Linked DNA regions of Callithrix jacchus: region 2 is linked to region 1. A link is a contact called in public Hi-C data. All regions are on one chromosome and are shown on one strand. The core of a region is the stretch at or near the end of the contact, and the rest is flanking DNA. Distances in the headings are between cores, read along the strand shown. Region 1 holds the start of ISCU (iron-sulfur cluster assembly enzyme). Region 2 overlaps SSH1 (slingshot protein phosphatase 1).

Region 1 (2,700 bases), core at 50-2,549:
AAAACTCTAAAAATAACTATGGCCCAGGGAGGGAAAGCTTTCTTAGAAGCCTCAAGGTGACGGTTACAGAGGGAACAATGCTATGGAATGTGTATGTTTATGTGTCTTTTAAAATACAAACAGTGCCATTACTGTATTTCAGAGCCTGTCATCACCCTGGTGCAGCAGCGCACCCTGGCTGCTGAAAGGCTGCTTGTCCAAGTTTCTTCAGGGTGTGCCCTCAACAGAACACATCCCCGGGTGGGGGAGGAAAGAAGGCCTTGGCGAAAGGGCAGAAGGGAGACCAGGATAAACATCCACTTAAACTGTCACACAGAAGGGCTGAATAACCTTGAGGTTTGGTTACTGGTTAGTAGTAAGTACCCCGATCCTCCAGTTCCCTTTCCCTCCCCATCTGACTACAGATTTTGACTCCAAGCACAAGGATCTACGGGACAGTATTTTATCTGGGGGCTTTTTGTGCCAGATTGATTTATAGCATTCTTTGTTTCTCTAGTGAAAGTCTCACGCCTGGGGGACTTTGCGCCACCAGTCAGCAAGGGGCTGTAAACTATGTATCCCTCCTTCCCCGCCAAAAAAACCTCCAACACAAAACAAAAACATTACGCGTGTTGGTTACAAGCCTGACTCCCCTATACACTCCTAAAACAGTAACAGAACCGATCTCCTTGTGCTAGGGCCTATGTGCCAGGACTCCGCGTACAGTATCTTTTGTAAGGGACAGCTGAGAGCCCCCCCATTTACACCTGGGTTACCAGGTTCAGAGAGGCGCAGTGACTAGCTCAAGGCCACCTGGCCAGGGCAGCAGAGTGGCTGAAGACGGACCCCGCTTCGTTGGTGTGTTTGTCGCCGGACTCAGAAACTCAAGTCTCAACAGGACCCTGCCTCCTGGGCTGTTGGAGAACTTAAAAGTTGGGACGCACGAAGTCGCGGTAAGCGGCAGAACCCCCTAGAAGTCGCCGCCCGAGGAACGGTAACTGTTGTCTATCAGTTGCGGTCAGCCCGTCTGCGCAGCAAGGGAAAGTGAGTCAGGAGAGACGTGGGAGGGGACACCCTCTAGTCCTGGCTGCGCAGAACCCCGCGGCCGCCCCGCCAGCCCAGGCCTCCGCCGAGTCGGCGTTCCGCGCATCTCCTCGTTCGTCCCTACCTTCTTGTGATAGAGCCGGGCCGGGGCTGACAGCTCCCGAGCAGGCAGGCGGGGGCTCCGGAGCAGCAGGGCCGACGCCGCCCGTCTCAGACGGCCAGCCCCAGCCGCCGCCATCTTGCCGGCCTATGCCTGCGCCTGCGCCGATCCAGAGCAACGCCAAGGGGCGGGGCGTGTCTGCAAGTCGGCTCGGAGCTGGGAACCCGCCTCTAAAGTCACCGAGGCTTTGCGCCTGCGCCCTACTGTTCAGTGCACGCGTTTGCGTTCTGGCCCCGCCTTGACCACGCCTCTCGGGTCGGGCGGGGTCGGGAGCGGGAAGGTCTGAAGTCGCTGGAGGTCTTGTCTTGGGTGCTGGATTCTAGTTGAGAGAACCTCAGGCTGTTGCAGTGTGGGTCTTAAGTTCGCTTTCACAAAGCCCGCTGCGGGAATGCGGCGAAGAGGACCACCCAGTCAACTTTTCCTAACCCTATTTTGCAGCTAAGGAAACTGAGATTTAGGGCGGTTTAGTCACTCGTCCAGGGTCGCTCAGGGACTTAGGTTCAGTTAGAACGTGGGTAATCCTGGGTTAGAATCCTGGTTTGGTTCCTTCCTGACTGTGTGTCCCTAGACGAGTGGTACCAGCTTGCTGAGCCTGAACCTTCCCTTTTGTATTAATTCGAGGACAACTCTTTCATCATGAAGCTAGACATCTGTGTCGAGTACCTACTATGTGTCAAGGCGCTCTTCTAGACCCGGGGATCCAACGGAAAGCAAAACAGACATAATTCCTGCCATTAAGCTTGCTAATGAGGGAGCAAGGTAGATGGAGATAGAGATACACATCAATACTTTCCTACTTCAAACATGGGAAGCTTAAGAAGGAAACAAACACCATGTCCTGATTGAAAAAAAATGAATATATTTCTATGTTTCTCTCTAAAACAACAGCAAACTCAATATATATGTCAGTGCCTAGCAACTAAGAATTTCTAAAGAAGTGCTTATTAATGTAACCATTTACTGTTGGTTTGCAGTATATGATCTTATAAAACCAAAAAACGCACGTGTATTTTAACGCCTCCTAGGTACCAGGCGTTGACATAAAGGGGAGGAATCTCTTTGGGAAATGGAGTTTTCTTTTGAATGGTGCAATCGATCCTTCCTCGAGGACTTGCAGTTTTCTTTCTGTTTGAGGCGCAGTTGCTGGGGAGACTAAATCCAGGTGCCAGGTCACACTAGGCGCTAAGTAAGGCATTTATTTTAAGAATCACTGTGACCTTCTCAAGATGGCGCCAAATTCTTCACTACAGACATCACTCTCGCTCCATGACTTCCTCTATGGCCTCCACTTCCTGTCCAAAGACCCAACTTCTGTCCGAAATTGTGACGGAACGCATGCCATGTTATTAAGTTTTTTTCTATGATGAGAACTTTTGCAAGGTTATAAAAATAATATGAATTTAGTGTATTAGGAGATTTTTCCGCTATCTGAGGTTTCCAGTTTTCCTTTCAATGGCAGAAAGGGGGCTTTTGATCAGGCACACGCCGCGGACAGCTTCTGCCTCAGCGGGTCTTCG
Region 2 (2,726 bases), core at 117-2,616, 250 kb before region 1:
GACTTGGTTTTCCTATGTTTCCTATGTTGACCAGGCTGGTCTTGAACTCCTGGCCTCAAGCCATCCTCCCACCAAGGCTTCCCAAAGTGTTGGGATTACAGGCGTGAGCTACTGCATCCAACTCTGTCTTAATTAATGAATACTTTTTTTTTTTGAGACTGTGTTTCGCTCTTATTACCCAGGCTGGCGTGCAATGGTGCAATCTCGGCTCACCACAACCTCCGCCTCCTGGGTTCAGGCAATTCTCCTGCCTCAGCCTCCTGAGTAGCTGGGATTACAGGCACGCACCACCACGCCCAGCTAATTTTTTGTATTTTTAGTAGAGATGGGGTTTCACCATGTTGACCAGGATGGTCTCGATCTCTTGACCTCGTGATCCACCTGCCTTGGCCTCCCAAAGTGCTGGGATTACAGGCTTGAGCCACCGTGCCCGGCCCATGAATACATTTTTTTTAGAAATCATATTGTGATACCTTTCCAAGAAAAATGGAACTGATTTTAGATTCTTTGTATTTGACATTTAATTACAAAAGTAAAAGTGCTTTAAACTTGGTAGAAGAGATCTCATGGAAATGAAATTCCTCATTTGAAATAATAAACTTTCCTCAGTTGGGTTTACTTTAAGCTGAGTAACCTGCATTCCTGCCACCCACATGTGTATGCTTCGTGTGTCTAAATGTATTACTGTGAAAAAAAGAGAAAACCCACCTTTTTTGGAAATAGCCACAGTTTGCATTGTAACTTTAATTCTTTTGAGGCGGACAATTGTTTTCTTTAACAAATCACTTTTCCTAATATTTTCTACTCCACAGATCCGTAATGAATTAGAGAAACAGATGAATTGTAACTTGAAGGAATTCAAGGAATTCATAGACAATGAGATGCTACTTATCTTGGGACAAATGGACAAGCCCTCCCTTATCTTCGATCATCTTTATCTCGTAAGAGGCACGGCCCTGGCAGTATCTGGTTTGGGAGACATAAATCAGACCCTCTTTGTTTGGAGTTTGCAGCAAGTCCAGGTGAAAAAGCAGGCAAAAAGTTTGAGTTGCGGGAGCCTCCATTCTGGCTGGTGGGAGCTCCCCTCTTCGGCCCCTTCTCCGGCCTGCAGGCTGCTAATGTGCTCTTGAGCCAGCTGTTTGAGAAGTGGCTCCCAGCTGAGCTGCGGGGAGTTGTTTGGGAGCTATTTGGCATAGTCAACTGGCATGTGTTTCAGACTCTCTCAAACCCTTTGTCTTCTTCAGCCATGAACACATAGGCCCATCGGTCCCATCCAGCTACTTCCAAGTGGTTTGTGAGCTAAAAAACCCCAGTTGCTAAAGGAAGCATTGCCTCCAAACCCCAGAATTACGCCTAGCTATCCTGAGACACAAGAAACAACAGGGAGGACAGGTCACACAGCTGACATGCAGCTCCCACCGAGCTTGTCCAGACAGCTCTTCCACGCACAGCTCCAGTGCTGCTGGAAGCCTTCCCCCTGGTCCTGTAGTTCTGGGTGGGTTCTGCTGATCGCTGTGCACCTCCACGGCTTGCTCAGACTGTCTGAATGCTGTAAATCTCCATAGAAGGCAACTGGCAAGTTTTCAAAGTCAGAGAGGCTATAGAGGAAGGCATGTTACTAAAATTAGACAGGCCAAGCGGTGTCATGAAAATCAGTACCCACCAGCGCCCAGGTTCCCACTTCTCAGCCTCAGCAGCTGTGTGACTTAGAACAAGTCCTTTCCCTCTGTTTTTCTTCATCCGACACCCCAAGGGATGACTATGAGGATTAAATAAAATACAAACTGGGCACAGTGGCTTATGCCTGTAGTCCCAGGTCCCAGCTACTCAGGAGGCTGAAGTGTGAGGATCGCTTCAGCCTAGGAGTTTGATGCCAGCTTGGGCAACATAGTGAGATCTTGTTTCTAAAAAATAGTTTTTAATAAAATAAAAAATATGCATCTAGAGCACCAAGTGCAGTTTCTGTAAGCGCTAATACTTGGTAACCATTGTTAGAAGAGAAGGTGCTTCCTGGGAAAGCTAAGGAAGTAAATTTGCTGCTAGAGACATGAATGACTTCGTATTCTGTAGGAAGTAATTAAGAGTTACCATGTATATTTCATGATATCTATGTAGATATATAGATATGTGTATTTTTAATATATTTATGTGTACAGATCTATATAGCTTATATAGTTATTGATTAAAATGCATGTGCATGTGTGGATTTGAAAGCCGTGGGCAGTCCTGGGCACTAAATCTCCCTGGCAAGTCTGTTGACTTTCCCTGGTGAGAAGGGAATGGAAGGTACCTTCGTTCCATCTTTCTCCACTAGGTGGCAGTCACAGCAAGAGGACACTCATAGCTTCTGTGGCGCTCGCGTTATTTTTTGGTGTGGTTCGGTGCTTTATGTCACTTTTTCCATGAGAGATACTAAAGGAATTTTTATGTTTGGGCCTCTCCCTCCAATATGAAAATTCAGCTAGTGTTGCACATTACCAGCTTGCTCAGGGCCCCTCTACCCCAGGGTCCTGGGGTTGGGGGGGTCTGTCCTCTTGGGAACCTGGGAAAGGAAATTTATAGGAAGACAAAGATGGATTCTTTTGCCCTTTATGACACTATGTTGTTTGCATTTCCTAAGAGCAAAGTGATCATTTTTTCTTTTCTTTTTTTCCCGTTTCATGACCTTTGAATGCTTGGTTTTTCAATGATACCATTTTTTAAAAGTACGAAATTAAAACATTGCA

The links. A called contact is a pair of places that touch in the nucleus more often than the background predicts.
Region 2: a contact with region 1 is called in a Hi-C map of skeletal muscle, with 8 times the contacts expected there. The contact joins the enhancer-like site here to the promoter of ISCU in region 1. A contact is called at or near these places in 2 of 3 Hi-C or Micro-C datasets (both in skeletal muscle).

The regions. Positions count from the first base shown.
Region 1 is chr9:111,450,892-111,453,591 of calJac240_pri, reverse strand. It overlaps ISCU (iron-sulfur cluster assembly enzyme), which reads right to left and starts at 1,299. Exons shown (of 5, transcript XM_002752954.6): 1 at 1,148-1,299. The coding sequence starts at 1,261.
Region 2 is chr9:111,696,246-111,698,971 of calJac240_pri, reverse strand. SSH1 (slingshot protein phosphatase 1) reads left to right here. Exons shown (of 15, transcript XM_035257500.3): 10 at 813-941. Among named protein-coding and RNA genes, the nearest start is that of CORO1C, 37 kb to the right of the region's middle. Within about 2 kb of position 1,366, at least 3 of the 16 cell types and tissues checked have an H3K27ac peak or open chromatin away from gene starts, as enhancers often do. A contact at or near this core is called in skeletal muscle, where this site is marked.